2 separate regions of the Oryctolagus cuniculus genome follow, and region 1 is linked to region 2. The links are chromatin contacts, called in public Hi-C maps. All regions are on one chromosome and are shown on one strand. The core of a region is the stretch at or near the end of the contact, and the rest is flanking DNA. Distances in the headings are between cores, read along the strand shown.

Region 1 (3,153 bases), core at 332-2,831, 58 kb before region 2:
CATATTTTTCCTCGCACATACCGAGCCCTACGCTGTCTGGCAAGGGTTAACATCAGTGGAATGGTTGCATATAAGCAGATAGTAACTACAGTTGAAGCACTGGTAGGCAAGCAGGTAACAAGCACATTTCATTCCCAGGACAGATGCCTCCCTTTTTCTTCTGACCTTGGGAAGGCTTCTACCAAGCTTTAACCATGTCAGTTAGAAACAAGCTTCACTGAAAGACGAAGGCCTGTACCCCACAAGGGCACCAATCTCGTTCATGAGGGCTCCGCTGCAGTGACATTACCACCTCCCAGAGATTCTACCCCAGTACGGTCACCTTGGGGTGAGCATTGGAAGGGAGATAACAGAGGACTGCCAGGTACTTAAGCTTCCTGTGTTAAAGACACCAACACCAGGGCTGGCGCTGTGGCGCAATAGGTTAATCCTCTGCCTACAGTGCCGGCATCCCACATGGGCGTGGTTTGAGTCCTGGCTGCTCCACTTTTGATCCAGCTCTCTGCTATGGCCTGGGAAAGTAGTGGAGGATGTCCCAAGTGCTTGGGCCCCTGAACCTGCGGGGGAGACCTGGAAGAAGCTCCTCACTCCTGGCTTCGGATCAGCTCAGCTTTGGCTGTTGCAGCCATTTGAGGAGTGAACCAGCGGATGGAAGATCTCTCTGCTTCTCTGTAACTTGTCCTTTCAAATAAATAAATAAATCTGGAAAAAAAAATAAGGAAAATAAAAGAAAGAAAAAAAAACTGGCGTGGAGGTGGATCTTGAGGAACAAAGACAATTGGCCTCTGAACAAAAACATTCTAAAAATCTGTGATCAATGTCCTTAGAGCAGTAAGTTGAAATGTGTGAATAATACAAATAGGAGAAGAAATGTATGTAACTTAGAATGTTTGGCAGTAAAGTCAATGAATTTTCCTGAAAGCAAAACAGAGAGAGAGAGAATGACAACAGGAAAGAAGAGGGAGACCCTTTGGATGATTAATCCAGAAAGTCCAGCAAAATCATCCAAATAATAGGAACTCTACCAACAGAAGATGGAGAGGAGAAAAGTATGAGGGAAATAATTCAGAGGTGGCGTCGGCACAGCAAGGAGGGTGCAGCTCAGGACACCACATCCCGCAGCGCAGTGCTGGGGTTTCGGTCCCAGCTCCACCCTCAGCTCCAGCCCGGACAGGAACAGGAGCACAGAGCAAGGAAAGGTTAAAAAAAAAAAAAAATACCAGGATGTATCTAGCATGCTCAGACACAGAGAGGAGGTGAATTACTCATGGGATTAAAAATGCAAGTAAACAAGCAAAAGAAAATAATGGAGTGTTACTATCACCAGGAAAAACACAAAGTTGTACAAGCGAGGAAAAAGGACCACACTTCCGTGTGCGCGTTAGCACTGCGTAATATTGATGGGGCAATACTGATGTAAGCACCGACTCACTAGAGAAAAACCAGGCCATTTGCCATAACAAGTGTCGCTACTTAACACCCAAAATGAAAACAAGAAAAACACACGTAAGCCCTATAGAAACCTTGAGGCCAATACCAAAACAACCAAACACGAGCTGAAGGCCGTGGAAAGGGATTGCCTTCAGGGATTGGATGGAGTAGGGGAAGGTGGGACGAGGAACGGCCATTTCTTTCATGATGAACAACATTATCTCCTGTTGTGTAACAAACCACCACCAAAACTTCTTAGCTTAATGGAACAACAAGATTTGCTATCTCACTGGAGTCTGAGAGTCAGGAACTCAGGAGCAGTTTAGCAGGGGAGTTCTAGCTCAGAGCTTTCGTGAGGCGACCGGCCAGAGGCTGCCCAGGGCTTTGACGACCTGAGGTCTGGCACGAGGCGGGAGCATCCACTTTCAGAGCAGCTCGCCAACGGACTGGCAAGCCTTGCTGAGCGCAGCGTGACGCACACGGCTCCCTGGGGAGGCTGGAGTGCCCTCTGCAGGAACAGTGAGCGAGTGACACGGAAGCTGTCACACCCCATTGTTTTCTGCAATGCACTGGAGGGACGCGAGAACCAGGAGAGCGCCACTGGGGGGCGCTGCAGGAAGCTGGCAACCACAGAAGCCTTGGAGAACTATTTGACCTTAAAAAAAAAAAAAAGTGTATCTTAAAATATATACATCCTACAATAATCCTTTTTAGTGACAGTCTGTATTTTATATCTTTAGGAATGCCTGAGTTCCACCTCAAAATATTTTTTGTTTTTAGGGTTTTGGTTTTTTGTTTTTTTTTTTTTTTTTTTTGGTCTTAAATTTTAGCTGTAAGTTAGCTGGGTATAAAAGTCCTGGAAGATATTCTCTGTTGTCTCTGGCCTGACTTTGCTAAGAACAAAAGTTACTTTTTAAATAATATGCCTTTTCCTCTGGTCTACTGTAGGGTTGTTTTGTTTTGTTTTTCTCTTTACCCCAGACGTTCTGACACTTCCCCAAGGAGATTTCCTGAGTATTTCTTCATGCTCCTGTATTATTTCACTGTCATTCCCTTCACTGTGTTCCTCTGACGCTCCTCCTGGACATACGTTCATTCCCTCATAACTGCTTTCGTATTCTCAATCTTTGCCCCTGTGTAATATGTGAGTATGAATTCCTCAATACCATCTTCTAACTCATTGGTCTTCTCTCTGTCTATTTTACATACTGTAGCTTTTCATTTTTAATAATCAAACTTGTCTAAGCTTTCTAATTTGTTCTTGCCATATCTCCTTGTTCTCATTTTGTTCCTTATTCATCTCCAGTGGACTTTAAACCTTTGCCTTTTAAGCATCCTTTATATTTTTTTAAAATTCTTTTGAAGCCTTTCACAAAGTAAATTTAATCTGGAGTGAATTCCTATTCCAAATATTGATTTTATTGACTTTTTTTCTTACCATCAAACATTTTACATGGATTTTGGCTTACAACCTCACAGTGAGTTGGAGCATTTTTTGCTTTGTTTTGTTTTTACATCTGTTTTTCTCTCTTTGCTTATCCTGAGCTGGGACCCCAGGCCCAGCTGAAAACCAAGTCCTACGATAGCACTTCGGGGCCTCCCTCTCTTGTCTATAGGAGGACACTGCAGATGCAAGCCTCTGGCTGGAGGGTGCTGGCCTCAGCTTGGGCCCCAAGCCTGTCTTCTTTCACCTTCCTACATCTCAAGCTGCAGGCTGTACAC
Region 2 (3,113 bases), core at 225-2,724:
CGCGCTCCGCTGGGGCTCCGCTTCGCCCTCTCCAGAGTCCGGGCCCTGAAGCCTGGAATGCTTGGAGACTTAACCCAGGCCGAGACCTTGATCTTTGCCCCAGAGAAGCCGGGCCCTAGCCCTACCCTGCCGGTCCTCGTGTCCCCCGAGGGCATAGTCCGCGCCGGGGACGGGTGCAACAAAACTCCGCCCCCAGAGCGCTAGCCCAGCAGGACGTAATGCCTAGTCCCTCAACTGGCACCGAGGGCCCCCAGGTCGGCGGGGGCTGGCTCGGCCCTGCTGGACGTCACCTGAGCCGGGGCCGTCCAGGATATCACTCCGGGGGAAAGGAAAGCTGGCACTGCCCTCCTCTGGCGCTGCACCCTCCCCCCACCACTGCCCTCTTCCCCTGGGCCCTGCTCGCTCCTTCCGCCTGCCACAAATCCCCTCACACTGCCCTACCCGTTAGCAGTGCCCCCTCAGCGTGTGCCGCGTGTTCCCCCAGCACTGCCCTCCTCTTGGATCACTTTCCTGTCTCTTCCTCCCGGGTGCTGGCCCCCTTCTCCCACAACCTCCCTTCCTTGGCCTCCTGCCGCCCTCCTGCACGCCGCGTCTGCGCTCGCTATCTCGAACGCTGCCCGTGCACCCCGTGCTCACCCCACCCTCTGTTCTCTCCTTCCCCGGACCCTGATAGAGAAAGCCAAACCCCAGCAGGCCGTTTCCCCAAGGCGGCGAGACGTCAGCAGCTCCTGGGGTTTTCCTTGGGCCCTGCCAGGAGAAGCGACCTCTGCCCACCCCACCCCACCCCCGACGCCTGCCTTCCAGGCACTAGAACTCCCTTCCCTCGGGCCTTTCTTTCCCAGTCCCCTTGCCCGCAAAATCCGGCGGGTCCGGTATTGCAGGGGCACCTCCTGAGGCTAGCCCCGAGCAAGGGCAGGAGCCCAGAATGGCCCTCCGAATCCCCCGCAGAGGGGCCTTTCCAGGCCCGCCTGGGCCTCCAGTCCTCAGCAGAGAAGGCAGCTGCTCTCACGAATTAGCAGCCCTGCAGCCCCGAGCCCGAAGTCCTAAGCGCCCGGCGGCTCCGGTCCCTCTCCGCCTTGCACGGAGAGCTGTGGACCGGCTCCACGTGCCAGTGGCCCTGCCCCGCCCCGGCCGCGGGCGCCCCTCTCAGTCCTTCTCCGCCGGCAGGCGCGTTCCAGGCGCCCCCTGCCGCCTCTCCGGAGCCTGGGAGGCGGCCCCGTCGCAGACCCTAGCCGGGCTAGGCCGGCCCCTCCGGATGGGCTGGCGGGCGGAGCAGCGCAGAGGGCACCGCCCTCGGCCCGCCCGCCGAGGAGGGGACGGGAGCGGGAGGCCGTGCCAGCGGCGCCCGCCCGGGGCCCGCCGCACTCTGCTCTCGGCCGCCCGGGCTGCGGGGACCGGACGGGGACCGACCGGCGCTGGCTGCGCGGGCGGAGTGCCGAGTCCAGGCCGGAGCCGGAGCCGCAGAGGGAGGCAAGAGGGCAGCGCGCCGAGATGGCGGCCCCAGCGGCCGCGGCGGTGGAGGAAGGGATGGAACCGCGGGCGCTGCAGTATGAGCAGACCCTGGTGAGTGAAGCCGAGCACAGCCCTGAGCAGAGCGCTCAGAAGCCGCTGCTCCTGGAAGCGTGAGGGCAAGGGGGCCTACCCAAACCCTGCGCTGGCCTTTTGAGCTGGGGAAACTGAGGCCTGGGGGGTGGGTGGCTGCATGCTGGTGCCTGGCGGAGGACAAGGACACCAGGTGCTTGCCCCAGGCGTCCTTCCCTTCACCCTCCCACACGCGTCTTCTCTGCTCCATCCCCCTCACACCCTGAGCACCCGCGCCTCAGCACCCCGTTCTCTCTCCCCAGTGCCATTCACACCCTTGAACTTTCTCAGCACTCCTGTCTCCACCATCCAAGACCCCGCCTGTGTCCCTGCCATGTGCTTGGTGCTAGGCACAGAAATCAAGTGTGCAGAAAGATGAGCAGACCCGAACTCAGCCGCGAAGCTTTTGGTCACTGCAGTGGGGACAGGTGGCCTGCCACCTCCTACCCCGCTCCCAACCCCTAGGAACGGGAACATTAGGGAGAATAGGGCAAGCAGGAATGGGTGTGGGAATTGGGACCTTTGTCCATGCTGACTCTGGGTATCCAGCCCCCACCCAGCCCCAGGGTGTCCCTTGACCTCGTTAGAGGCAGGGGTCCTGGGCTCTGGGCTGACTCACAGCCACCAGGTGTTTGGGAAGTCACTTGGCCCTTTTTGTGGCAGTGGGGTGGGACCCAAGCCTTAGGAAAGGAAATGGGCTCTAATGGCTCCTTTTTAGCAGCTTGAGCTGGAATTTGCCCAGGAAGGTGGCTGGGAGGGGACCTTCCAAGGAAGAGAGGGCCTGGGCTGTAACTTGAGTCTGGGAGTTGCCCAGTTTTGTAATGGGACAGAATGACTGGGAGAGGTGTCAGGGTGGGGATAGCGAGGGTCAAGGGAAGCTCTTGGGTGGCAGAAGGCAGCCAGGCACCTGGCTTGGAAAGGGTCAGCCTCTCTCCTTGGTGCTCTGCTCCAGCCTCCTATCCCTTTGTCCTCTCACTCCCACCCCTCCCTTTGTGGCTGCCTGTGCCCTCGGTTCTCTTCCTCCTCCCCACTTCTTCCCCTCTGTCTTCTCTCTCTTCTCTGTCCCTTTCTCCCTCTCATTCCCTCTACGCTCTTTGCTCTTCCCGCTCCTCACTCTATCTCTCACCCCCTTTCTCTGTCTCTATCTTTCCCTCCCTCACCCCCCCCTCCATCCCCAGCCCCAACAGGAGCCCTTTGTGTCTCCAAGCTCTGCGGGTGGCAGCCGGAATCTACTCCTCCCCACCCCCCAACACGCCCAGCTTGGCAGGTCTGGCCCTGGCCAGCCGACTCTCCGTCCCATCACCCCAGCATCCGCAGCCTCTGCTGTCCCACAATGTGCCGCTGCACTCAGGAGCTGAGGCCACCAGGCCCTCTTCACCCACCCAGAGAGGCTTTCCACTCCAGGCTGGGCTGGAAGGCTCATGGGGGTGGGGTGGAAAATGGGGACAAGGGGATTAGGGAGGGGGGGCTGGGGGGGAAGGAGGGGTGCAGCCGAGTTGGTCGCAGGCCAGAGGCCCAGCGGGAACGTGATA

The links. A called contact is a pair of places that touch in the nucleus more often than the background predicts.
Region 1: a Hi-C map of skin fibroblasts shows a contact between it and region 2, with 9 times the contacts expected there. The contact joins the enhancer-like site here to the promoter of CLCN2 in region 2. A contact is called at or near these places in 2 of 6 Hi-C or Micro-C datasets (skin fibroblasts and an unstated tissue).

Annotation. Positions count from the first base shown.
Region 1 is chr4:93,988,774-93,991,926 of mOryCun1.1, reverse strand. No RefSeq gene overlaps it. Among named protein-coding and RNA genes, the nearest start is that of CHRD, 39 kb to the right of the region's middle. Within about 2 kb of position 1,581, at least 1 of the 8 cell types and tissues checked has an H3K27ac peak or open chromatin away from gene starts, as enhancers often do.
Region 2 is chr4:93,930,313-93,933,425 of mOryCun1.1, reverse strand. CLCN2 (chloride voltage-gated channel 2) reads left to right here and starts at 1,474. Exons shown (of 24, transcript NM_001082751.1): 1 at 1,474-1,563. The coding sequence starts at 1,492. It overlaps POLR2H (RNA polymerase II, I and III subunit H), which reads right to left and starts at 194. Exons shown (of 5, transcript XM_002716474.5): 1 at 1-194.